5 separate regions of the Mus musculus genome follow, and all the other regions are linked to region 4. Evidence: chromatin contacts called from public HiChIP or PLAC-seq and Micro-C data. All regions are on one chromosome and are shown on one strand. Each heading gives the region's core, a stretch centred on a gene start, on an enhancer-like site or on the middle of the called end of the contact. The rest is flanking DNA. Distances are from core to core; before and after follow the strand shown. Region 1 has its middle 5.1 kb from the start of Gm41230. Region 2 has its middle 71 kb from the start of Gm41230. Region 3 has its middle 22 kb from the start of Gm41230. Region 4 holds the start of Klf5 (Kruppel-like factor 5). Region 5 overlaps Gm41230 (predicted gene, 41230).

What was found. HiChIP or PLAC-seq counts read pairs in DNA pulled down with a chosen protein or histone mark. A called contact is a pair of places that touch in the nucleus more often than the background predicts.
Region 1: a contact with region 4 is called in an H3K4me3 HiChIP or PLAC-seq map of embryonic stem cells, with 3 times the contacts expected there. The contact joins the enhancer-like site here to the promoter of Klf5 in region 4. A contact is called at or near these places in 5 of 39 promoter capture datasets (3T3-L1-derived adipocytes, embryonic stem cells and hippocampal neurons), 1 of 15 datasets of contacts at CTCF or cohesin (the NIH/3T3 cell line), 8 of 484 Hi-C or Micro-C datasets (the C2C12 cell line, cortical neurons, embryonic fibroblasts and 3 more), 18 of 115 datasets of contacts at active chromatin or transcription factors (PVALB interneurons, a colorectal cancer cell line, embryonic limb bud and 6 more) and 1 of 9 other capture datasets (embryonic stem cells).
Region 2: a contact with region 4 is called in a CTCF HiChIP or PLAC-seq map of the NIH/3T3 cell line, with 9 read pairs. The contact joins the enhancer-like site here to the promoter of Klf5 in region 4. A contact is called at or near these places in 1 of 15 datasets of contacts at CTCF or cohesin (the NIH/3T3 cell line), 5 of 484 Hi-C or Micro-C datasets (the C2C12 cell line, epidermal suprabasal cells, myeloid progenitors and 2 more) and 6 of 115 datasets of contacts at active chromatin or transcription factors (embryonic stem cells, intestinal villus epithelium, neural progenitor cells and 1 more).
Region 3: a Micro-C map of muscle stem cells shows a contact between it and region 4, with 8 times the contacts expected there. The contact joins the enhancer-like site here to the promoter of Klf5 in region 4. A contact is called at or near these places in 2 of 39 promoter capture datasets (both in the 3T3-L1 cell line), 1 of 15 datasets of contacts at CTCF or cohesin (the NIH/3T3 cell line), 5 of 484 Hi-C or Micro-C datasets (the C2C12 cell line, the N1E-115 cell line, embryonic fibroblasts and 2 more), 6 of 115 datasets of contacts at active chromatin or transcription factors (cardiomyocytes, embryonic stem cells, forebrain and 3 more) and 2 of 9 other capture datasets (liver and pancreatic islet).
Region 5: a contact with region 4 is called in an HNF4G HiChIP or PLAC-seq map of pancreatic cancer cells. The contact joins the enhancer-like site here to the promoter of Klf5 in region 4. A contact is called at or near these places in 6 of 39 promoter capture datasets (the 3T3-L1 cell line, 3T3-L1-derived adipocytes, the SN4741 cell line and 3 more), 6 of 484 Hi-C or Micro-C datasets (the C2C12 cell line, the N1E-115 cell line, embryonic fibroblasts and 2 more), 10 of 115 datasets of contacts at active chromatin or transcription factors (the NIH/3T3 cell line, SST interneurons, acute myeloid leukemia and 5 more) and 2 of 9 other capture datasets (adipose tissue and liver).

Annotation. Positions count from the first base shown.
Region 1 is chr14:99,514,013-99,519,517 of GRCm38.p6, forward strand. No RefSeq gene overlaps it. Among named protein-coding and RNA genes, the nearest start is that of Gm41230, 5.1 kb to the right of the region's middle. Within about 2 kb of position 2,864, at least 7 of the 459 cell types and tissues checked have an H3K27ac peak or open chromatin away from gene starts, as enhancers often do. A contact at or near this core is called in embryonic stem cells, where this site is marked.
Region 2 is chr14:99,447,973-99,453,329 of GRCm38.p6, forward strand. No RefSeq gene overlaps it. Among named protein-coding and RNA genes, the nearest start is that of Gm41230, 71 kb to the right of the region's middle. Within about 2 kb of position 3,654, at least 33 of the 459 cell types and tissues checked have an H3K27ac peak or open chromatin away from gene starts, as enhancers often do. A contact at or near this core is called in the C2C12 cell line, the NIH/3T3 cell line and intestinal villus epithelium, where this site is marked.
Region 3 is chr14:99,496,912-99,501,954 of GRCm38.p6, forward strand. No RefSeq gene overlaps it. Among named protein-coding and RNA genes, the nearest start is that of Gm41230, 22 kb to the right of the region's middle. Within about 2 kb of position 2,765, at least 16 of the 459 cell types and tissues checked have an H3K27ac peak or open chromatin away from gene starts, as enhancers often do. A contact at or near this core is called in the C2C12 cell line, embryonic fibroblasts, muscle stem cells and 1 more, where this site is marked.
Region 4 is chr14:99,295,979-99,300,925 of GRCm38.p6, forward strand. Klf5 (Kruppel-like factor 5) reads left to right here and starts at 2,713. Exons shown (of 4, transcript NM_009769.4): 1 at 2,713-3,244. The coding sequence starts at 3,017.
Region 5 is chr14:99,545,495-99,550,556 of GRCm38.p6, forward strand. The region is part of intron 1 of Gm41230 (predicted gene, 41230); the gene reads left to right. Among named protein-coding and RNA genes, the nearest start is that of Gm41230, 26 kb to the left of the region's middle. Within about 2 kb of position 3,262, at least 72 of the 459 cell types and tissues checked have an H3K27ac peak or open chromatin away from gene starts, as enhancers often do. A contact at or near this core is called in the C2C12 cell line, the N1E-115 cell line, the NIH/3T3 cell line and 5 more, where this site is marked.

The DNA of each region.
Region 1 (5,505 bases), core at 1,614-4,113, 220 kb after region 4:
CACATCTGCTTCATTCTTTCACAAAATAGTATTGTTTTGATGAACATTTGTGCCTTGGCTGCCCATGTTTTACGCAGCAGTTTTAGATTGAGCATTGTCATTATGATTGCTGCCTTGAGTGGTCTGCTGAGCATGGATCACCCAGTGTGGAAACTTCTCTCAGGCACTTCGTATAGCTTTTGGGAGCTGAAGAATTCTTTGTGCAACTTGATAACCACTGGACTTTCTTTTTCTGCAGCAGTACAGTCCCGTCTTCAAGGATGGTCTCAGGAGCAGGTCGAGGTTTGGGTGGTAATGCCCAGGGTTTTACTGATACACAGGCAGAGTGGTCATCCCCAGCTTCTCTCCATTTACATTAGCTCCTCTAGTGATATAGTTTCTCTCTCCTGAGGTATGGAACCTGGTAGTCAGTCCATCCCAAAGTTCTTCCCTAGAGACGTAGGCATCCAAGTTTGAGAGCTATCACAGCAAAGCCCAAGATGGCTGTGCTACTCCTATTCAAAGAAGTCAGAAAGGAATTTTCCAAACTTTATACTGTCCTTCTGAAAGGATAGTGCTCCCCAATCTAGAGGAAGAGATGTACCTAGAAAACATGGGAAGGCTGACTATAGAGTTGGAAAGCTTGAGCTTAAACTGAGAAGGGCAGCTGGTAAGGGGCTGTGATTCTACTCCATGTCTGTGCTATGAACTTCATTTGATGTATCAGATTGGTCCTCAGGTATGTAAGCTACCAAATAGTTAGAACAGATTTTTTTTTTTTAAGTATCAACTGTTAGACTCAACTTGCAAATCAACAAACACCTCTTTTCTACCTTGACTCTTCCCCTGCCTTTATTCTGTCTCCCATCTAAGCTGTAATTTAGAAGTAAACATCTGTCACTGATAGAGCAGTTAGTAAAGTCTTAGATGGGTTTCAATGTTTCCATCGGTAAAGTAAGCAGATGCTAGCCTGTGATGGTCAAAGCCGTCTCTGTAGCAGCTAATGTCAATGATTGCTTGGAGTCTTGTTCTGTAATGCTACACAGCTGCGTGTAGAGGGAGGTTATATTGTGTAGTGGCCCTACCAGGGTAGCTTGAGAGGTATGGCCAAGCTTTACTTCATCCTTGAAATAAATCATTCCACTCCAGATGTTCTGATGCATTACCACAAGAGACTCAAGTTTAAATATTATTCTCTCCAGCATGGTCCTCGGACAGATAACACATTAAATCATTAAGAAGTCATGAGAATTGTTTTCATTTTCTCCGTGACAGGAAGATCCTGGAGAAATATGAACACTCTGAGGTGATGGGGAGAGGAGGCATGGCAGGAAGGGTGGCTGAACTGGGACTTCCAAGCCAGAAATAATGTTTCCAGTGTTGGCTTTGTTTATGGTCATGTGATCGGGCTCAACTTCAAGCGCCGGTCCTCAGTTTTCTGTCCGTCAGGTCTCGGTCTCTATCTCTGTAGGGCACTGTGAAGACTGATTTTGACCTTGTATAATTACCTACTGTCTAGAAGGTACTCACTAAACAGAGCATTACCTATTACTTCATAACTGTAGCCACAGCTAGATCTTGTGGTCATCTGTGTCGATCACCTGTTAGAAAACAAAGCTTGAGTAGAAGTTCTAGTATGCAGGGACAAGAAGACACACCCTCTCCCTTGAGGAGAGACTTCTGCTTTGTCATCATTTGTGGCACAGAGAGGCAAGGGTGCCAAGGAGTGTTTGTTTTCTGATCTTTACCTCATAATTGGTACATGTTTTGAAAGGTGCAGGTGGGAGAGGTATTGCTCAACAGCAAACTCCTGTTGAAAACTCATTTTATTTTCTCCCATTTGAGTACAAATCTTGGTGCCAGAGAGCATTGTTTTTTGCTGATTTGTTTTGGTTTTGTTAGAGAGTAGGCTCTCTCTCTCTTTTCCATTAGAAAAGTATCTTTTGATTGCTCCCACCATTTATTTTGTAGAAATAAGAGTCCATTGTTCCATCAGAAGAAAAGAAAAAAAAATTCCTACCACAATAACCATTTAAAACAAGAAGTAAGGAAAGTATTTTGGAAAAAAAGAATTCCTTTCCCATATTTCTCTTAAGCTGTGTATCTTGGAACGAGTTTTCCATTATAAGGACCTTGCCTTTTGTTTATTAAAAAAAAAAATTCTCTGGGAAGACAAAACCCACAGGATTTGGCTTTTTTTTTTCTTAGCAAATTTTCAAGCACAATGCAAAATTGTCATTAACAATCTCTGTTTGCTGTCCTTTCCAACTGAGAAATATTTCTTTAGATGTTACAAAGTACTTCAAACATACACGTGAAAGGGTTCTTTTTAAAGAGCCGACTTCCCTTTGGGAGGTTTAAAATCAGAGTTTTAAAGAGTGCTTTCTGAGCCGTCTCTGAACTTTAATCTCAAATAGCATCTTAGAACCTCCGTAGCAAAGGGTGGTTTGATCTGGCTTTCAGACGGTGTGAGAGAGGGGGTCAGGTCTGTCAGATGGTGCCCCAAACTTACGTTTTAATTACAACCTTCCTTCTGTTCACCACAGGAATTATTAGATTCTTCAGAAGACGTGTTCGTGAATGAAGGGGTATTTGTAGCAAAGGATACCTGTTAATATTTTTTTCCCTGTATTTTTCAGCTATGTTCCCATTTTCCCCTAAGTAAGTAGATAACGTGTTATAAGAGCTGGGAGTCTATGCTTGGTAATTTCCTATGGTCCCTCTGTAGCTACTCCATAAACACTTGTCTGTTAGTTTTATCTCTAGTGCACTATTTTTTTTTAAAGGAGTTGGAGGTTTTTCCTTTCGCTCCTCAGCTGAGCTCACAGGGAAGAAATTGTAAAAAGAAATACTGCCCTCCTCTTGTGCCACACCCTTTCCTACTGATTAGGAATCAACTGTTTGCAAAGGAAGCCAAGATGGCGGTGCTCACTGCAGAGGAGCGCAGCATGGGATGAACAGGTTGATCAGTTGTTCTCGGATTGGATCTGCAATTGCAACTTCATTACACCCTCGTTAGACTACAAGGCAGACTCGGCTTTTGAAAGCTTTGCACTTGTACTTTCCTTATGTATTTGTTAGAAGATGAGAACTACTTGTTTGATTCTATTCTGTTGTATCCTGTTGTATTCCACTTTGAAAACAGGACGAAAGCACACATGCTTTATCAAGGTTAACTTGCAGCCAGACAGCAGTGTTCTCTGATCCGGTTCACCATTTTACAGCCAAGGAGACTCAGAGAATCGCATGGGTCTCAAGGCCCAACAGCCAGTAGTGAGCACCACCAGAATGAGCTACTTGGTGTGAGTCCTCATCCAGTCCTTTCACACTGGTTATTTTTCATAAAAAGATGCAGAGACCAGAGTGTCCGCCCTCCCCCCCCATCCCCCGTCCCCCGCCCCTGCACACTGAGATTAGCTTTTCCTTTTGTATTGTGACCAATGTTGCTCCCTTCTTAGATGAAGGCATAGTGCAATGAAAGCGCTTCCCGGTTCCTACCTGCTTCTCAAGGGATTTAATGTGGAGAGGTAAAGATCTGAGTGAGGCACTTAGGCCCCTTAGCAGAAATTTCCCACATAAAGCTTGTTTTTGAGGCGAAGAGAGGGAAGACAGGACAATTATGGGGGGAAAAATCAAAGAACGAACATCTGCTGTTATGCTTGCTCCATCATACGCTTGTAAGCCCGGCTTTGTGCAGCACCTCACTCACAATTTTAAGGAGATACATAGGAACCAGGGCTGAAGAAACCAAATAGCACATGCCTGTTATTGTTCCCACCGTCACAGTTTGAAAGGTGTGGCAGGGGAGAGCGAGCGGGGAATCTCAGATGAATCACAATATTGATCTTTGGCACGCTCACCTGATTTCCCACCCAAAGATCTGAAATCACTTTACCCACACGAATTATGCCTCCCCACCAGGGCCAGCCCTTGGCATAGCCCAAGAGCCAGTGGACATTGACTTTGGCACCTCCAACCTCTCCTTTTCCCCTTGGATACCACTTTAAGATTTATCAAAGCTAGTTCAGTGACCATCTGCCAAAGAACACTTGCCATCCAAAGAGAACAAAGTAGATTCCTGGTTCCCCAAGTGGATCTACCGAGTCACATCGATCATGAGTGGAGCCCAGGGGTATACATATTTAGCAGCTCCTCCTACTTACTAAGACTCCATTAACCAAGCTTTGGAAACCCCAGAGCTAATAATGACCAATACAGCCTCCAGAGATTCGGGCTCTATTTGACAAATCTGTTCATTTGGAGGGTCACTAGGGACGTAGTTCATGTCAGGAACACACGGCACAGCACCAAGGTGAAAATGCATATTTTTTTTTCTCACACAATTTGCAATTTATGCTCCGGCAAGCATACTCATCAATGACCAACCAACTGCATGCGTAGAACTGAGTCCTACCGGAGTGCTGTCTAAGCTGTAGTTTTCCAGAGACAGACACAGAGCCAGCTGGCCGTAGGATAAGATAGAAACCTATGGCACTGAAGTTTATCCTATCCCACAGGTGCTCTGGATTCACAGTCTTCAGTGGTCTGGAGACATAGGATGTTTCTTTTGATATTAGTTTCAAGTGGCTTAGAGAACTAGTGCTTGATCCAGCGTGGGCGGGCACCATTGATTCCCAAAGACCTGACCAGCTCCAGAAGGCAGAGCAGAGTTGGGTCTGCTTTCCTTCAGCCTGACTGCAGGAGCAGGGAGAGTTGGGCTTGCCCTGCAGATGACACTATTAGTCCCTAGGTCCACACAGACTGGAATCTACTAAATCCTCTGATGCATAGGCCTTTTAATGACACCATTTGTTTCCAGTTTCCCAGAGGCCAAGATGGACTTCTGAGCTTCATGAGGGTTTGAAGCCAGCCTTAGAGTAAGTCTCTGGCTCCATGCATCTGGAATATATAAATACAGCAGTGAGATTTAGTGCAGGCAAGTTTGAGAATGGCTAGCTACTACCGGTATCTGTCCCATATAAAATAACATGGGTTCTCCCTACTTTAACTTCAGTATTTCTGGTGTCATTCCTACCACAGTTAGTTGCTCATTAGCTTAAAAAAATAGTATTTTATGTACGTGAAGCCAACATATGTATCAAAACCTACCTTTTCATTATATTAACAGAAAGAACTTAATATTTACAGTGCTCACTTATTCATTGAACAAATAATTATTTGACAGTTCATAAGGGCCAAGAGCTATCTATAAAAAATATTACATTGCCATACTATTACTGTAGTTTCTATGCTTGATCAGAAAATGACTGTCAAACACAGTTACTGTGTCATTCCAAATGCACATTGCTTAAAGCTAATCTGAATTTTGCGTTACTGGCTTAATTTTTTGAGACTGGAACTCACTATGTAACCCACTGAGACTCAGACCTGTGATCCTCCTGCCTCAGCATTCGGAGTGCTTGCACACCACAATCAGCTCCAAACTGATTTAGAATCTAAGCTGTCTGCACTCTTCCCCTCAGAGGTGACTGTAGTGGAGACCTAGCCATACAGCCAGGACTGGAG
Region 2 (5,357 bases), core at 2,404-4,903, 150 kb after region 4:
ATTTTCTGTATCCATTCTTCTGTTGAGGGGCATCTGGGTTCCTTCCAGCTTCTGGCTATTATATTATAAATAAGGCTGCTATGAACATAGTGGAGCATGTGTCCTTATCACCACTGGAACTTCTTCTGGGTATTGCTGGATCTTCTGGTAGTGCTATGTCCAATTTTCTGAAGAACCTCCAGACTGACTTCCAGAGTGGTTGTACAAGCTTACAATCTCACCAGCAGTGGAGGAGTGTTCCTCTTTCTCCACATCTACTTGAGTCTTTCATGTACTGGTTCCTACTTGTACCAAGGTTGAGGCATAAAGAAGGAGCAGGACCCACTAATCTCCGTTATGGATATTACCTTCCATTGTGTGTACAGTAGAGAGTAAGGGAGGGAAACAAACAGCTAACAGAGGAGCAGGTAGGCTAAGTTATCTGTATATTTTCCTAGACAGTGTTTCTCTGGGTAGCCCTGGCTATCCTGGAACTCATTCTGTAGATCAGGCTGGCCTCAAATTAGTTGGTTTGGTGGATCTAAAGCTTCATCTAGCCACTAGTCAAAACAGCTGGAGAAGTGGCTCTAATGGCTGAGCACTTGCTGGTTACATGGGAGCCTTGGGTTCCATATCTAGCACCACAAACACAAAACAAAAATTGACTGAGGACAGGGTTCCCAATGAAGGAGCTAGAGAAAGAACCCAAGGAGTTGAAGGAATTTGCAACCCATAGGAAGAACAACAATATGAACTAACCAGTAACCCCAGAGCTCCCTGGGACTAAACCACCAACCAAAGACTACACATGCAGGGACCCATGACTCCTGCCTTATATGTAGCAGAGGATGGCCTAGTCAGTCATCAATGGGAGGAGAGGCCCTTGATCCTGTGAAGGCTCTATGCCCCAGTGTTCGGGAATGTCAGGACCAAGAAGTGGGAGTGGATGGGTTGGGGAGTAGAGGAAGCAGGGAGGGGATTGGGGGAGAAGGTTTTCAGAGAGGAAACCAGGAAAGGGAATAACATTTGAAATGCAAATAAAGAAAATATCTAATAAAAAAGTGAATAAAGATAAATATATAAAGGCAATAAAAAAAATCAGATCTAGATAGGGGAAGGAGGAGACAGAGGCAGATGCAGGTACAGGCTACCAGTGGAATTCAGGGGACACACAGGATGGGAGGCAGGAGATCAGCTCTGCTCCGTGTCAGGATCAGGTAAGGCCTAGGCTCTGTCACTGGCTGCACCACACTGAGAGTCACAGCTACTCCACCCAGCCCCGGAGCCACAAGACAGTCCACATTCACGTGCTCCCCACTTAACCACAGAGCACAGAAACAGATGAAACCTGTGCCGTGAAAAAGGGCCAGCCCTGGCTTTGAACAAAGAGCTTTTAAAACAAAACCACAAAGGGAGTGAGTCACCACTCTCTCAACCTTTCTTCTCCTGTGTGGCTTTAAGCCTCTTGTTTGTTTGGGGGTCTGACCTTGATCTCATCGTTTGTATCTATTTGTTCAAATGAACCCAGAATTCCTTAAAATACCAAACTAATTTCTTTATTTCAGGTTTCCACATTAGGCACATGTACGTTGCCAACCCCCGGACGACTCACAGTTTCTCAGAACATGCCTGGGTAATTTTTCTTAGTGGCTTTTCCATGATAAGATTTGGAGTTTTGAATAAAAAACTTTGTGGGAGGGGTTGTATAGAGAAAAGAAAACAACCCTACAACAATGAAGTGTTTCTATTGAAGTGTTTTGAACATAGAATCTGAAAAAGGGGTGACTAACATGACTGGCTAGGAGCTTAGGATAGAATTGTGTCTTCTGAAAATGTCTAGGCCACTTGGTTAATTTGTTGATTTATTCATTTTTCCAGTTCTTTACCGACAGTGGTATATGTTGGTACTTCACTATATTGTCAATATGTGACATTTATTTAATCAGGAACTGACTCTCTAGTTCAGGCTTGGTTTGTGGGCAAGACTGTTTCCCCGGTGTTCATTGATATGGTGGCAGTGGTCAAGGAAAGTGAAATTCTGAGCCTTACTTTAACAGAGGCTGAGAGAAGATGACTCTGCCTCCTTATTTGGAGTCCAGGAAGTGGTTTAGGGTTGAGATCCAAAAAAAAAATTAAGTTTGTTTGATGTTACCAGCAGTGACCTGCCTTGATGTGGTGTCCTCAGATGCAACTCGAACCAAGAATTGTGACATCTGAAAGTGGTGGGAGAGTTTGAGGAACGTGATCAGTCGGAACATGTTACCTGAAATTTCAGCCTCTGAGGTCACCATTCCCAGGATGAAGGGCTGGCCTCTCGCTGCCTGTGCTTATCCTGTTTGGAGACCATGGAATTATGTGCAGTTCATGTACTACTTGAAGTAGCAGTTTCAGGCTTCTTCTTGAGCTGGGAAGTCTCTTTGCTCTTTCTCTCTCTCAAGATTTACTTTTTTTTTTCTATGAATACACTGTAGCTGTCTTGGAGGGCATCAGATCCCATAACAGATGGTTGTGAGTCACCATGTGGTTCCTGGGAATTGAACTCAGGACCTCTGAATGCTGGGAATTGAACTCAGGACCTCTGGAAGAGCAGTCAGTACTCTTAACCACTGAGCCATCTCTCCCGCCCCCTGCTTGGTATCTTATTTCTTCACTTCATACAGACAGCAACTTTGTTCTACCTACTCCTTGAGTGACTCCTGTAAAAACAACCTGAGGGATGGATGTCAGGCCCATCTGAGGTTCTGACTCCAGCGGTCAATGTGGTCCAGAGAGTGTATTTGGAAACTGTATGGTTTTTCATAAGCTCTTATCACAAAGAACTTATCATTTCTAGAATAGGACCCAAGGCTGTCTATATAGTGAGTCTTTTGTTGGTAATGATTGTTTTTAATCTGAATTTATCTTAATGAAGACTGAAGCTGAATATCTAAGAGGCTTTGCTGACTGTTTCTGCTTGTTTAAACAATTGTTTTAAAAATATGACAACTCTGGAAAAAGGAAAAAAATCGTATTTTAGTCATTTCATTTAATTTGCAGTTCATGTGGCAGGAAGGCCAACACAGAAATGCCAGAGGGTTGCTTTCGTTGAGGCCTCTTTCCTGGGTTGTAAGGTGTCCTCTCTTCAAGTGGCCACCCCTTCTGTCCACATAGACTCCTAGTACCATCTCTATCTACATTTTCTCCTTATATGGACCCCAGTCTGGTTAGACTAGAGCCCACTCTACTACCTCATCTTAATAGGCTCAACTGTTTAAATGGCCATATCTTCTAACAGTCACATTCTGTGGAATTAGAGCTGAGGACTTTGCACATGAGTTTAGGGAAAGCATAATATCATAGCCAGCCGATAGCACCATATAATGCTGTGGCTATAAACTTAAGGGCAGTGTCCCGATAACCGCAACTCTCCACTTGATTGGCCAGACAAAGCTATGTTTTCTGAGCCAGCATTTCTCAGCTTTTCCGTCTGAATTGTAATAGTTCTTAGCTGTCTACTCTTTCTCCAAGGCTGTCTCCTACTGCACTGCTGCATGGATTACCGCTCACCAGGCCATTTTCTAATCTGCGATCTACTTCTCTGTCTTCAGTGATTTCAAATGTGTCAGAAACCAGCCCATGACCTCTGGGAGCCTTCCACCAGATTACTCATAGTAGAATCCGACTGAGCTGGCTGACCTTGGTCAGCATACTCTTGTTAACCTTGCTTCTCTGGTTCCTCACAACAGTTACGCTCTAGACGTTTCAGTGGGACTATGGCGTCATAGTTTAGATTTTCCCCATTCCCTGCTTCTCTGGGTCTCGTCATTAAGCTGAGAAGCATCCCCCCTTTGATGTCTGGGTCTCCACGTCCTTTCTTCTACTTCCGGCCACCCAGCTTTGGTTGGGTCTTATTAATTCTCCCTTGAGTATTGTTATAGCTTTGTGGTTAGAATCTTTTCTTTCAGACTGTTTATTGTTGCTAGAATGATCTTTCTCAAGTGTAATTATAATGAAAATCATCAAGTGTTTTTAATAGGTCAGAGGCCCAAACAGATGACCAGGGTCCTACTGCAAGGGAGCTAAGCAGGAAAGGGTCTACTTGTCTCTTCCAGCTTGCCCCAGGCTCTCCCCAAGTGTTCACAGGCATCTTTCATTTCATTCCAGGGCCCCTTATTATTCTTCCAGCCAGACAACAAATGTGAACACTGTTAAAACTTCCAGCATATGGGTAAGAGTTTCCATACGTTGTATACTTGGTCCTTCCTTCCTAATTCCATTGTGAATATTTTTGTTTCATCAAAAAAAAAAAATTACCTGCTGCCACCAACTGGACTCAGTCAGTCCCTCAACCCATGGGAGAATCAAGGTCTCGGTACACAACATTCAGTGATAGAATAGGAACATAATGGCCATACAGAAAAAAAGGTAGAGATTGAAGATCCTAGGGGATAGCATCTTTTGAATCATGTTGGATCAACATGATGGTTCCGTTCTAGGCAACAGAGTAGTTGCCATAGTTACTGCCCCTCTGTGTCCTGGATATTGTCCTCTGGGATGCTCATCTGTGACTTTTTCAAAGGATGGCTAAAGAGTCTCCTTTTATTGGGGGACAGAATTTCTACCTCACTTCTTTCGGTGTGAGTTTGAGGAACTGGATCGTTTTCAGGATTGGCCCATCACCATGGAACCTTGTGCTTCCTTGGCAATATGCTCCCCCGAGAAGCTTAGGGTATTTCCAGTGTACTGACTGTTGTTCCATTCTATCTGTGAATAGCTATGACCAAAGGATCTTATCTTCAAATAACCTTTGGGCTGGGAATCTGGTTTCTCATGGACAAGCCTCTGCACCCTGCCAGCACCTTCCCCCAAAGAACATGAGACCATTTCAATACACACTGGTAAAGAACTGCAGCTGCCATTACTAGAAGGCTCCTAGAGAGAGTGATACTTCCGAGAGGGAAGGAACCACGTCTCATCTCTGGTGAGCCTGCCCTTTGACCATGGCTTATAAGAGCTTGACTTTTGAGTAGGTCTGGTCTGAGCTCATTGAGTTTGTATGTTTTTTTTTTTTTTTGTTGTTGTTGTTGAAAGCAGCTAGAATCAGCCAGCAAGCTCCAATTTTTTGGAAATGTCCCTTTTCAGTAGCACAGTCACGTGGGTTGGTGACTTTCCAGCCTGCACTAAGCACTGTTTTATCAGGAGTGTCACCTCCCCTGATCATAACCAGCTTCTTTCATTTGCTTGCTGTTATTATTCTAGAGAGGATCTCACTGTGTAGCCTTGGCTGACCTGGAACTCCCTATGTAGGCTAGTTTGGCCTACAGATAATTTAGCCTCTGCCTTCCAACTGTTGGGATTACCCAGATGGGTATTGTCCATGTTTACATGTGTATGTGTTT
Region 3 (5,043 bases), core at 1,515-4,014, 200 kb after region 4:
TTTCCTCTCTTACTCTAGCATATTTTATGTAGGATTATTTTTAGAAAGACTAGGAAGATAACCTGTTCTTCCTGATAAGATGGTTCATCAAAGTCTGGCTTTCTTGTGCAGATGCTGTTGGGCTACATAAAACTCATAGCGTTACTACTATGTCCATACAAAATCCATATGCTAAGCCCTAATAAGTGATGGGAGACTCTCAGGAGACTCGGCTTTGGAATGGGGATTGGCTAATGAAGATGGAGCCCTTAGGGATGAAGTCTGTGGCTGTGTATTGGAGGCCTCAGAGAGAAACTAACCATACACGTGCCAAGAGTTGCCCTCACCAGACACTGAATCTGTCCTTATCATGTGTGTGTATCTCTCTCTCTGTGTGTGTGTGTGTGTGTGTGTGTGTGTGTATGTGTGTGTGTGAGTGTGAGTGAGTATGTGTGCATGCACACATGTAGAGTTTAGTTTGTAACTGGGTATTGTTTTCCCTTAGGGTCATCCACTTTGTCTTTAGAGACAGGGTCTCTCATTGGCTTACATCTCACTGTGGTCCACAAGCCCCAGGTTCTGGCTGTTTCTGCTCCTCCAAGCACTGGGATTATAAGAATGGGCCACTATGCCTGGCCTTTTATGTGGGCCCTGGAGACTAAACTCAGGCCCTTATACTTGTATGGTAAGCTCACTGCCAATTGAACTGTTTCCCTAGGCCCTCTTTTGGCATCTCGATTCTGCTTTCTCAACCCTGAGAACTGTGAGGAACTGATTTCTTCTCATTAGCCTTCTCGTCTAGCGTCTTATAGCGAGACAAATAATTTAGAAGCCTAAAGTACAGGAATTTTGATGGAATCTTTTATCCAACTTCACATCAAAAGCCATGAATGGAGAGGGTGGGACGGTCCCCTCACTGAGAGTACTGCTGACAAAGGCTTGTCTTGCTGCCGACTCGAATAAAGCCATGTAGTGATTTCTTACAACTTTCCCTGTCTGATTGCTAGAAAAGTCCCACAGAGCAGCATAGCTTTCTTCTCATTTCTCCTCATTTGCCACTTGCCACAAGCTGAGACCCTCTTGGGGCACAGTCTCACCTCGGAGGGCCAAGCAGTGTTCAGCCTTGCCTGGTCTCTGTGCGATAGAACTTCCCTCCCTGAGAACTACTGCCTTGGGCAAATTACCCCCTCACCCCCAAAGCCTTTTCTGCTTGAGCTAGAGAGGGCCAGACTTGACGGAATCCTGAGAATTAGAAAAGTGAAATTGCAGTAAGAGCAGGGTCTTCCCCCACGACTTCCTCCTACCCCAATCTCCCGCCCGACTCACAATTCCTTCTGATGAACTAATGACGTGCGTTTTCATCTTATGCCGGTTATATTTCTAAAAGCTCTCCCTGTCTTCATCTCTACTGGACTAATCCTCATAAAGAAGGTTCAAAAATCATCCCCCCCCAAGCCTCTCCTGATGGAAATCACCAGGTCCTCACTGTTTCCATGAATATTAATTAATATGTAATTATTTCATTGATTAATGTATTAGAAAATTACCTGAACAAACCAATAGATTTCCCAGATCCCCTGACCATTATAAAACAGTTGATCGATACTGCATTTATTAAGATAACCTTGTAAGCATTCTTTTTAGTAGACTGAGATTTTTTTTTTAACTTGGAGCCATATAATCTTTTGTTTGCAGGCAACAGGCCTAGCCCTACCTAATGTCTGAATATGAGATACTTGGTTCAGTCCTCAGAATGCTACAAGAGAGTATAATCTTCTCTATTTTAGCCAGCCCCCATTTGAGAAAATTGGCATTTACTTCTTGAGATGGAGCCCATCCTTGTTCAAGAGGACCATACCATCACGGAGGAATTTTAAGTGTTCTGCTAGCTACTGCTTGTACGGACACATGTTTATTTCCATAGTGCACCTGTTCCAATGATGGCGGACCTCTCTGCTCAAGCCAGCCTTAGTACTACCTAAGTGCAGTTCTTCTCCTCTGTTTTCAGAAGAGCAAAAATAGCCTGGATGTACTAATAGCTTATCAAGAGCCTCAGACTGTCCTGAGATTTTTTTTTTTAATGTGCACTATCTCATATTATCCACATAGCAGTTTAGTAAAATAGCCAGAAGAGAAAATTGAGGCATAGGGACACAAAGCCACTTGTTCAACCTTTTTAGGATACAGAACAATACTGAAGCCTAACAATCTAACTCTAGGGTCTGAATTCCTGCTTAATTCTTTAGGATGATCACTCTTTCTTGTGTGGTTCGTATGAGTTGAGTGCACACAGTTGAGTGCTCACAGATGAAATCAGGTCTTTGTAAAGACCCAAGGCTTCCATCGACTCTCTCTTATCAGCTGCTGTGAGGTGCGACCTTGCTGGGTTGTCTTCAACACCAGTTACCCAACGGCACTTCAATGAGAGAATATGGTAGAATATACTGTGCCGTAGAATTTTAAATCGATAAGGTCACCTATATGGCAAATATACTTATACATGTCCATTCATGTGTATGTAACATTCAGATGTACATATATATATATATATATATATATATATATATAGGAAGAAAATTAAAGAGCTTTCATTCACAAATCTATGTGACCAGATGCAAAAGCCTTCCTTGAACAGGGCAGGTTCCTGAGAAGATACAGGATGCTCTTCACTGCATGCTGCAAATCCTTTGGGAATTTGTGTATGTATGTACATGTGAGTATGCTACCACAAGATTAATTCTTTTTTTCTTGCTACTCATGGTACCAACCTCACAAATCTGTGATTCACAACAGGAATGTAGCCCGGAACTTCTGCTATGTAAGCAGCTGCAGCTGCTTCAAATACCACCGTACATGTGATCCAGGACTCGCTATAAATTTACCCCTAAAAATAAAGTAACAAGTGACCGAACAGCAATAAGAATTAATCACTGCAGCGCATGAATGGAATGTGCCAGGCTCTACCTCAAAAATCCCTTTATAAAAAGATTGTTATAATTAAAAACTCCAAAGAAATACCCGAGGATGCTGTGTTAGAGTAAATGTGCTGCAAATTCTGAGAGAAGAATTTTATTTTTTTAAAGGAGAGATATGATAGAATGGGAAAGAGCCTCTGTGACTTCTATATCATTGGAAAGAGGGTGGGATTATTGCATCACTGAGGAATGCATCCTACAAAGGAATTTCAATTGGGCTCAGGCTTGGTACTCTGGGAGGTTTTTTTTTTTTTTTTTTTTTTTTTTTTTTTTTTTTTTTAAGTCTGTGAGGATAGACAAGCCTTCTGGTTAAGCTGTTGGCCATGGAGGGAAATAAATTCATGTCTAAAATTTGCACCGCAACTTGTGGCAAAGATTAGCTTGGTGATTCAGAACTGTGAATAACCTTGAGAAAGTATCATGCATGTCATGCTTCCAAAAGTTGATGTCAACTATGAAATTTGGGGAAAAGCATAAATCCAATACAAAGGAAGAAGCAGGAAACCCAAAAGACCCACCCTCTTCCTATGTCTGTAAGACACACAGTCCAAATCCAATGGCCATTTCCCTGTAACAGTCTAACAGGCGCAAAAGAAGGAAATGAGGAAGGGCGAGAATGGAAGAGAGAGGGAGAGGGGAGGGAAGAGAGAAGAGAGAGAGAGAGAGAGAGAGAGAGAGAGAGAGAGAGAGAGAGAGAGAGAGAGAGAGAGGACAGAATGAAGACAAAAGAGAAAGAAGGAGAAAAGAAAGGAAGGGAGGGAGAAAAAACGGACTAGTTTAGAAAAAGTGTGTGTGTGTGTGTGTGTGTGTGTGTGTGTGTGTGTGTGTGTGTGTGTAATATTCACCAATCAACACTTCTAAAAGTTTCAAGCAGCTCTTTAAGGCTTTTATTTGGGAAGAGGAAGGGACGCACTGGGAGTAGGAGTGGAGAAAGAGTGGGTAATCGGAACGGAAGTATCATCAAAATAGGTTAAACACATGTATGAAGATGCCATAATGAAGTTCACTATTTCGTACAATTAATATACAATTTCTGAAAAAAGGAGAGCAAGGCCTCCCGATTCTGAGTTTGTCACAGGTAAAATGCTCAGGCCATCTGAAAGAAAATCTGATTGAAGATCAATTTTTGGACATGGGAAAAGCAAGAGGTGGGTTCTTCAAGCCACTCGAGGTACCGGAGATGAAAGGTTAAAGCCTTGACAATGGAAGGCTACATTAACAACCAAACAGCCCAGCCCAGCAACAGGGACTTGGAGAAATTAGTGGAGCAAATGTTAAATCCTGAGGAGCTGCAAAAAAAAAAAAAAAAAAAAAAAAAAAAAGAATTAATTTCAGCAGCCAGAGAGATTTCCTTTTCTCTGTATTCCAGAATTGATTGTTTTATAGATGGGAGTGCTAATGGCTGATTTCTATTCAGGTCTTTAAAACAAGCACACAAATTGCTTTGGGCTGCAAAGGGCAGAGATCAAAGCAGGTACATCCCTCAGACAGTTCCCATTGCTCTGCCCTAAGTGGGAGCTGCAACTTTTATTTTAAAACAAGGCACTGACTGCATTGTGATCTGCATCTGCCTTAATCTCACATGAATCAGGGTTAAAAGCACTGGCCTGTAAGTCTGGCTTTGTGGCACTCTCCTCTAGTCTCTAGAGTAGCTGTACTGGAAGATGAGCCATGACGATGGTGAGAAGCCCAGCAGATTATATTTATGCATTTAACATTGACAGGACCTTGCCAGGTAGTGAACAATATTCCTTTTAATTATGTCATGTACAGGAAAAGGAGATGAAACTGGAGATCATCATGTTAAGTGAAATAAACCTAAATCAAGAGCATAAATAGATTTTCTCTCATATACAGAATGTAAACTTAGATATATGTGTGTATATAAGATAAGAAAGTAGAAAGGAGGACCTAGAAGGTGGAGGGCAAAACAAAGCAAAATATTGCACTTCTATCTTATATTTTATGCGCGTCTACGCACACACACACACACACACACAAACACACACACACACACACACAGCATGGAAGTGGAAGAAGAATACTGTTTGAGGGGAGGAAGAAAACTCATGGGCGGTGGGTAAGGGAC
Region 4 (4,947 bases), core at 1,463-3,962:
TTGATTTCTGAAACCTGACATTTGTCTTTTGTTGTTGTTGTTTTTTGTTTTCTCCCATCTTCCCTAATGGTACAGGACTACTCAGCTGGGAGGAATGCAAAGAACTAGAAAGTTCAAAGTCATTGAGGCTCTGTCCATTCACACTGGCTGGCTGCACGCCAGAGTAGAACCTGGAAAAATCTGAAAAATATTTATCGAGTTTTAACCCTTTTTTGGAAGTCGTGTGGACACGTTGTCAACAGCGGTGTTTGTCTTGGTTAAACATGGTCTCTGTGTGCTTAGGACAGCAATGGTACACACCTCAGAAAGAGGATTGCAGCCCAGCTTCCCTACGATCACACACAGCTCAGCTGGTTGTTTTCTGTCAGTCTGAGGAGCTTCAGAGAAACTATTACTTACTTAAAAGCAGTGGCCCCATTGCCCCATCTCTATGCCAGAAATTACATGTAAATAAATGCCGCCACCCCCAGCAAAAAGTAGATATTCAAGTATTTTTAAAACTGGAAATGGATCAGCTATGTGAACCAGGCCCAGGCAGGTTCACATACACATTCTTTAAAAGATAGGAAAATAATAAAAGAGTGACAAGGTAATAAAAATACGTTCTTCAGTGTTTGTCACGCAGCTTGGTGGGGTCTCAATTGGCTGCAGTGAAATGTTTGTAAGAGAAGCATATTGAAAAGCTATTGTGTAAGTTAGAAAGATTTCCATTAAAATAAACGGGTCTTATTGCAGTAAAATGGCATGCCCCACTGACGCTCTGGTTTAGAGAGGCTTAAAAGCCAATCAGAATAAAGAGAAATTCAAAGAGTTAAAGGAAGGAACCATCCTGTTAAGAGCTATCAACACTCCACACTTGGTTTGGTTATACTATCAGCATTAAGTACCCAGAGGTCTTCTAAAAAAATGACCCCTTTTTAAAAAGTTAAAATCTGACAACAATTCTATGACCCGTCTCAGAGTTATTTGAGCACGTGATTGGCTTTAATAACAGAGAAAAATGAGGCCAAGTTTTTAAAGATGAAGGTTGGCAACATGGGGTTGTCGACGTAAAACGTCAGTACACACACACTTATTAAATAACACCCTGGTATCATGAAAGTTGTCATCACCCATCCTCTGAAAGTGGCAACCACAACTGTAAAGATGGATCATTGCTGACAGGAAGGAAAAGGGAGAAAAGAAACTGAGTTCACAATATGATTTTATCTTTGCTACAATAAATAAATAAATAAATAAATAAATAAATAAATAAATAAATAAATAAACGACACGTGAGACTTTGGAAATTTCATTGGAAATGAGACTTATACCTGTGATACACTCTTTCAGGTGCACTTTTTTTTTTTCCTAAGAACTTTTTAAAAAGATGCTTCACTGTAAAGGAGCGAGTGTGCTCTAGGTAGGTATTATAGTATAGTGTGCTGCCAACAGACGTAAATAGATAGCAATATTACAGGCGTCTTTTTAAGTCGCAGTTTATTGTTTCAGCTTCTCAATAAGCCAGATAAAATCATAGACAAGAACATTGAGGATTAAGGAAAGGCGTTTCCTTTGGTGTGATTACTGGCAAAAATTAAGAACAAAACCAAACCAAACCACTCACCTTCCATTAAAACAACGCAGTAAAAAGGTAGTAATATAGTTGACTGTTGCTTTCCTACCAGTTTGGATACCCAGTTTTCAGGGCTGTTGAATGTCTGTGAATGTTTGTGCCTTCTTTGGTTCCCGTTTCGTAGGAAAAGGTGACACTGTATTAGGTAGATGGGACCCATACTTCTGAATATATTAAAACTCCATTCCCCGCCCCTCCGAACACTACAGTGCTAGCAAAAATAAGCCAAAGATGTAATGTCTATTTAAATACCCGGTTGAGCTGGCTGTTAGTTCTCAAATTAGATTCCATGCTCGGGCTAGAATCAACATGGTTTAAATATTAAAAACTTCATAATTCATATGGCCCACCCCACCTTTTCCCCACATTCGGCGAAGGAGAGTAGACATGTCTGTGAAAACTTGTAGCTCCTTAAATACTGTAGGGGAAAATGTGCCCAGGTTGGTATGCAAGGACTTGAAAAAAAATGCTTGACATTTACAGATTTTATTCAGGCCACAAGGAATCTGCGAAAAGATAGATAGATCTACGGCTGAAAACACAGAAAGGAGGGCTGTTTTACGTTTGTTTTCGCACCGCCCCTTGTTTTCCTCTAAAGTACATTTTGTATACTTAAAAAAAAAAATACACTCATTGGTTAAGACTGGAAACCTCAGCTCCCCCCACCTAGCTGCCTTCTGTCTTCGGTTTTCGAGTTTCAGGTCCTTGCACAACACCTAAGACGTGCAATACTTTTTTTTCGCCCTAATCCTGGCAGAGAACAGTTCGGAGAGATCTCCCTCCGCGTCTCCACCCTGATTTCCCCCTCTTCCTAGATTCCACCCGCTCCTCTCCTTCCCTCCGCCCGCCCCGTGCTCCGCCGGCCCAATCTGTCAGAGAAGTTGTGTACAAACTGCGCCGCAGCCCTGCGCGCGAAGCTCCTGGCCCGCGAGGGGTGCGGTCGGCCCGTCGGAGGCGGGACCTCGTGGGCCTTCTTTCCTACTGGCTACCCTCTGGCCCTGGGGCCTTGCCATTGGCCACAACGCTGCCAGTCCGGTGAGCTGGCCCTGCCTCCCCGGAGTTGGGTGAAATAGAGGCGGGCGTCAAGTGTCAGTAGTCGCGGGGCAGGTACGCGCTCTCTTAGGTTGCTGGTGGAGCTTGGGGGTGGCGGGAGCGGGTTCCGGCGAGAGGGTGAGCGAGCGCTGGGGCGGGGCGGGAGAAAGTGGCTGCCCGAGGACCTCGGCGGTGACGCGTGGCCGAGCCCAGGAGCCCCGATCTCCGTGCCCGCCTTCGTGAGCGTCTGGCTGCCGGCCCAGGGGTCCCCCGCCGCGGCCCCCCGCCGAGTCCGCCGTCCCGTGCCAGCCCGAGCGAGGTGGGATCGCGATCGCTCCGTGTCCCGCTCCCGTAATCCCCAGACCGTCCATGCCCACGCGGGTGCTGACCATGAGCGCCCGCCTGGGACCACTGCCCCAGCCGCCGGCCGCGCAGGACGAGCCCGTGTTCGCGCAGCTCAAGCCGGTGCTGGGCGCTGCGAACCCGGCCCGCGACGCGGCGCTCTTCTCCGGAGACGATCTGAAACACGCGCACCACCACCCGCCTGCGCCGCCGCCAGCCGCTGGCCCGCGACTGCCCTCGGAGGAGCTGGTCCAGGTAAGCAGAGCGGCCGGCCTCCCTTCCCCGGCTCGGGCGTGTCCCGCCGCTACGAGGCGCGGGCGACAGGGGCCGCTCCAGACTGGGACGCGCGGGAACGGGTGCCCGGGTGGACAGCCCCGCCCTGCGCTCCCAGACGGGGCGCCGGGGAGTGGATGGGGGAGCAGGGCGGGGGCCCACCCGGATCTGTCCAGAGGAGCTAAAGAGAGCCGCGCGCTCGCGTGCACCTTCTCTTTGCTTGCGTGGGGATGAAAGCTTGTGCCCACGCTCAACTTGGCTTAAAATGCTTCTTGACCGCTCTCTCCCGATGGCCCTGGCCTTGGAAGTCCACCTGCCTGCGTCCTCTGGGGTGAAATAGAAATGCAAATTGGAGTACTGGGGTTTCATATACCCCCGTGGAGGCTCACCCTAGAATGTATTGTAGGGCCCCGTTTGGAAAACTAGAATCTTAAGGTTGTATTGGAACACCGCTTTTCCCTTAAAAAGAAACACGGACAAAAAAGGCCAGGGGTGTTGTTTTTCTTAGTGTGCGCGTAAATTTCCTCTCGGAGTCGCGTTGAAAGCTGGCAGTTGGCTTTTACACTTGCCCAGCAGCCGAATTAGAGCAAGCGCCTGTTTCTTTCGCCCACGCACGGGAGTCATATAGCCTAGAAAAAACTTCCCGGGACTTTTAGCTAGTCCCAAGGAAAAAAAAAATTGGAAACAGACCCACATGCAAACAGCTGGAAGAGCTAAAATCAGAAACCACTAACCGCCACGGGAGCGCAGTGCACGAAAGGGTTTAAGATCGGTTTATTTCAAGACGCTTAGTTTAATAGCCTCTTGCTGTATTGTGTATTTGCACTGAGCGCCTATTTCTTGGGGTCTGCCAGTGTCGTGGTGCTTTGAGAAGACAGTGGCATTTTGTCAGATGTGACTCACATGGCTACAGCATGAATCTTTATTTTTAAGTCCTGCATATCCGGGAAATCCCGTCCGTCCTCGTCCACATCCAGATCTTGATGATCTGAGGTCCGAGGTGACATTTCTTTGGAAAATTAAAAGCAAAATATACGACTCCTATTCACTGACTGAGGTGAATGGTTCTATGAACCATTTCATTTACCTGGGGCTTGATCTTTTTCTGACTTCCTTTTTTTTCAATGTCAAAAAAAAAATCAAGAGAAAGCGTTCGTTATATTAGAGAAGAGAGCTGGGGGAAAGATAGGCGTCTGGTCAGTAGCTGGATTGATTATGTATGTTCTTAAACAATCAGGGCCTGGAAGATATTTGGTTATTTTATTCTGGTAGTTTTCGCTCAGGAGATAGCAAGATGACTGCGCTTTTTACAGAGGAAGGGGGAATGTAGCATTGGCCCACGGAGAGGACATGATAAATGTTTTGCTGATGACTGTGCCTGCGATGCAGCAGCCTCTCCCCACCCACGGGAGTCTTAGCACCCGTCTACCAAGGGAGTGATTTTTCTCCTTGATAATTAAAGATCTGTTTTAGATAGGGATATGAATAGGTCCATTTCATTATGATAGTGACCCATTACCGAATCTACTGGTTCAAGTGAACATTTGGACCAAACGTTGAGGGTGCAATTGTTTTGTATCAGTGGATACAATACAGGCTTCTGCTCCACAGGTTCAAGTTTCTATTCAAAAAGTATTGAAATGGCCAGAGAACATTTTATATTAGGCCTGATAAAATAACCTAGT
Region 5 (5,062 bases), core at 2,012-4,511, 250 kb after region 4:
AGACTTGGGGTGATTTAACTCAGTGGTTCAAGTGCTTGCTGTGGAAGCATTGTGACATGAGTTTGACCCCTTCAAACCATGGAGATGTGAAAGGAGAAGACCAACTCCATGAAGTTATCATCTGAACTTTCTGAGGTATTCCACATCTACTATACCCCCAAGTCACATATACACTCCCAAACAACAACAACAACAACAACAACAACAACAACAACAACAACTGTAAATAACTGGAACATGTCAGTGATTTTCAAAGTCATATTCCTGTTTGAGCATTATAAATAGATAGGGTTTTCTGTCTTCAAGATTAAACTTACACTAAGAATAATCATTAAGAAAAATTGATTGCAGAGAATGTTAGCTATAGCTCAGAAGTCATTAGCTCATTGTTTTGATATTATACCAAAATAATGTTCAGTTTAGTTTCCAAAACATTCTTGTTAATAGAATAGATCAAGCTAAGAATAAGCTAAGTCTACAAATTTTCCATCAACTGATTTTCACAAATGAGTAAGGGACACATAGTGAAAGGGTGGCCTTTTTAAGAAAGATGCTGTTGAAACTAGTTATCTACTTGCAGAAGGATGAAAACCTCATATTTCACCACATACAAAAACCTACATAAAATGAATTCAAAATGTACATGTCAGGTCCAAAACTATTTGAAACTATCAGAAGAACATAGGAGTTATGGTTAGGAGCTTTTTAGATAAGATTGAAAACACACACAACAAAAATAAAAGTAGATAAGAGGGATTACATCGAATTCAAAGGCTCTTGTACAAGAAACAAAGCAAGAGGCTGAAGACATAATCTATAACACAGAGGGAAATATCTCTGTATCTTTCAAGAGATCAATAGCCAGAATAAATAAGGAACACAACCTATAACATCTACAACAATTATACAACAGAAACCAACATATTGAAAATGGTTTTAAAAAAATCCTCAAAACAAAATATCTTTATTCTATCAATTTGCATTGAGATTTAGCTTAAATATAATCCTAATATTTTATTATAACCAAGATAGTTTACAAAATTACTGTTTTGTGGTACTAGACATTTCTGACAACATATACTACATATAGTGTCTTAATGTAAGATGGCTTCCTCTTGTATTCCATATAAAAGTGATGATTTCCATTCATCTCCAAAAAAATACAAAAAGAATATCATCAACATACTTACATATTCCATATTTCCTTTTATTTTAAATCCCATGTTTACTATTAGTAATCATGGAAGCTCTGCTGTATACAAAGGATGCTGGGAGCTGTGGTCTCTGTGAAAATGACAGACTCTGGGTCTGTTGCCTTTGCACTCTCACAGGGTATAAATAGAGCCAGTTAGTATATGAGTTGAAAGACACACTCTGAGTTTGACGCTTTCATTCAAGTATCTTAATGTGCCTTGGACTGTGTGCAAGTTGACAAGGAGCCAAAGCACCAAAGCAAAAAGAATATAGTCTGTTGAAAAACCAGTTTCAAGTCAGAACCTCTTTAGTGGACTGACTTTTGAATATATTCACTTTCTCTCTTTCTTTCTTTCTTTCTTTCTTTCTTTCTTTCTTTCTTTCTTTCTTTCTTTCTTTCTTTCTTTCTTTCTTTCTTTCTTTCTTTCTTTCTTTCTTTCTTTCTTTCTTTCTTCCTTCCTTCCTTCCTTCCTTCCTTCCTTCTCTTCTTCTTCTTCTTCTTCTTCTTCTTCTTCTTCTTCTTCTTCTTCTTCTTCTTCTTCTTCTCCTCCTCCTCCTCCTTCTCCTCCTCCCCCCCCCTCCTCCTCCTCCTCCTCCTCCTCCTCCTCCTCCTTCTTCTTCTTCTTCTTCTTCTTTTTCTTCTTCTTCTTCTTCTTCTTCTTCTATCTCCACTGTGGTTCAGATGAATACCTTTGAATAAAACATTGAGGAAAAGATTATTCTAAAAATTCCAAAGCCATTTTCAGACACATGTAATCCAAGTACCTGGGAGGGAGAGTGAGGAGAATTGTAGTTGAATCCAGGCTGGGCTATAGAAAAAACACTTTACCTCAAATAAGACAAAACAAACAATTAATAAAATAGGGATCAGTTTCTGCCTGCTTCTGCTTCCACATGACATTGGACACCTTGCTATAAATTTTATTGCTATGGAAATTAATAGCAGAATGTCTTCAGGTCCTACTCTGATAGCTCTGAAAACTTGGAGCGTGGGGGCAGGAGTAGAGGCAGGGGACTGCAAACTACTTAGATGTTGGATCTCAATTGATTTTTTACAGCTCTTATATTTATGAAAAGGCTGAGGATTGGTGGCATATAAGGGAGAAGATGATTTTACTTGTCTGGAAAATGCAAACATCTGCCTCTTTTCTCTGAATACCTTCTGATTTATGTGCCTGTACGAACTTGATAGCTATAAAACCAACTAGCAATGTAATATATTGGAATTATATTCTCCCTTTGCTTTAGGGAGCTCCAGAACCTAGGAAGTGAGTAATGATATTGCATGGATAGATGAACTTAATTCTTTCATCATCGAATTTTGTTTGTGACTGCATGGTAACAACTGCAACAATAGAGACTAAGCACGCACTGCTCGGAGCGATTCTGTTTCTTGTTCGCTTCAGGAAGAAGCAGCTATGTTCCATAATTTAAAGAATGCTTCTGTCCTCGCTCAACATCACCATGACTCAGCAATTTAACCTTGTGCAGTGGAAGCAGAAGAAAAGTAGGACATTTGGATTCTGGCTTAGTGGGGTATGGGTGTGGGGCTCCCTAACCAAGTCAATTCCATCTTGAAACTCAATGTCCCATCTTTTGAGAGCTACATATCTGAAGAATGGGTCCTATCCTGAGCATTTGTCTTGACAGTAGTGAGTCTTAGAGAGCCTTCACTCCTTCTGTTCATCTGATATCGTCATCCTCTCTCCCCTAGGGAAAGAATGTCCCTTATTTGTCCACATGCAGGGACTTCAGTGACCTGTGTTGAAGCTTTGGAAAACTCTTCTTAGCATTTTGATCTATTTCCCTCATTCATCTCTAAGGCCAGTGTTTTGTAAGGCCTGTTGGTGACTGTAAGTTCCGTTCCCACTGGAGCGGCTGTTGTCTCTTCCATTATCTCTGCCTGTCATTCTTTCCCTGGTCTCTGCTTTCCCATTCTGAGGCGGCTACTCTGGACTTTCTTTAGTTAAGCTATAATTGAAATCTGATTTCATAAGCCCATTACTGTGGCCAGATGACAGAAGAGCCTCTCGAAGGGCACACTTAATACAGGAAGTGAGGTTAATGATTCAGTAGGCGAAACTTCCTTGTGACTCACAGTGCCACCTAATAAAATGCCTTGCTCACAACGGAGACTTAGTAAATGTTTGTGGACTGATTGCTAGACTGCCGATAAAGCCCGAGAATAAGGAAAATGTCATGTAGAAATCACCTCTTTCAGTCCAGCAAACAGGGGTGCTGGAAATAAACCGGCACATCTGAAATGGAATGTAAGGGACTTGGACGTAGAACTGTCCCATCAATGGCTGTACTTTATACCCTCTGTGTCTTCTTTGTACCGTCATCTTTATTTATCTCTGAGATTCAATCTCCTTATATAGTTCAGGCTGGCCAGAACTAACAGTCACCCCCCTGCCCCCATCAGCTTCCTGAGTATTGAGATTACAGACTTTTTTACTTTAAAAACTTTGTATCCTGTTACTACATAGACTTAGCTGCTGCACAAGACATCTCAGATGGCTCTTTGGGACGAGGCGCAGTTAAAAGGAGAGAAAAAATAAAAAAGAGTAAACATTAGGAAGACAATATAAAAGTGTAGATTCCTAACTGTGCCTTTGCCAAATGTTTACACCAAATACAACCTGGATTGCAAGGTGGGTTTCACGTGGTTGATTACCAATGGTGCTGTAACTGGTGACAACTCATTCAGTCTATGACAGAGCCCACTCTGCTCACATGTGGTAAGTTCAATTATGCAGGCCCTTAGGATAGCTCGTGCCTGAAGCTCATGGCCTTGAGTAGCTTAGCAGTGGATTTTGCATTCCTACAAACTTAGGGACATCATAAAAATGTATATATATGTATGCAGCCACATCATTTTGCATATATTTAAGCAAGCTTATGTAATATTTCTGAGATTTTTTGTTTGTTTGTTTTGGTTTTTGGTTTTTCATGATAGGGTTTCTTTGTGTAGTCCTAGTTGTCCTGGAACTCACTTTTGTAGACCAGGCTTGCCTTGAACTCAGAAATCTGCCTGCCTCTGCCTCCCAAGTGCTGGGATTAAACCTCCACCCAGTTTGTTTCTGAGATTCTTTGTTGACACTTCATGGAATCATGAAGAAAAACAAATAAAAAACCCGAGAATCTCTGGCTAAGAGACTCTGTGCACATCTATTCTAGTATAGTCATTTGTCTTACTTTGTTCAGGAGAGGAGACCATGGTGTTAAATCTTTAAATCTATTTTGCACAACATCAGAGAAGCATTTTTCTTTAAAAATAAGTTTAAAACACCACAAGTTTCATTCTGTCAACATAATTTCATGCTAGAACTTGTGATTTTTTTTCTCACTTTAGACATGACTCATAAAGTTAGACTTCTATCAATGTGTCACATGATGATAATTAAAGTAATTTCCAGTTCTAGAAATAAGAATTTTAGGAATCTCTAAGATGAGAATGACTCTATCCAGAGAAATAAACCAAGCCAGGAGGATCAGCTAGGTCCAGCCACCTGCCTTGGTAAATAGGATTGTACAAGAGTTCAGAGGCAGCCACTTGGTGTTCCTGGGGCTGGCTTTGTACTTCGTAGGCTGAATTGGACAATTGTGACAAAGGCTGTATAATAATAGCAAAACTCAAAATGTTCTCACCTAGATTTTAAGGAAAAGTATACTGACCTTTGTCCTACAGTGTTCCAACACACAAATTCTCAGCCTCAGCATCATTGGCATGATTGTTTGGATAGTCTTTCTTGCTGTTAGGGACATCTTTTGCCTTGTAGGATGTTGCCTAATATCTCTTATGTCTGATACCTACCTGATATCAGAAGACACACCCCTACTTTCAGTGTGACAAGAAAAAAAGTTT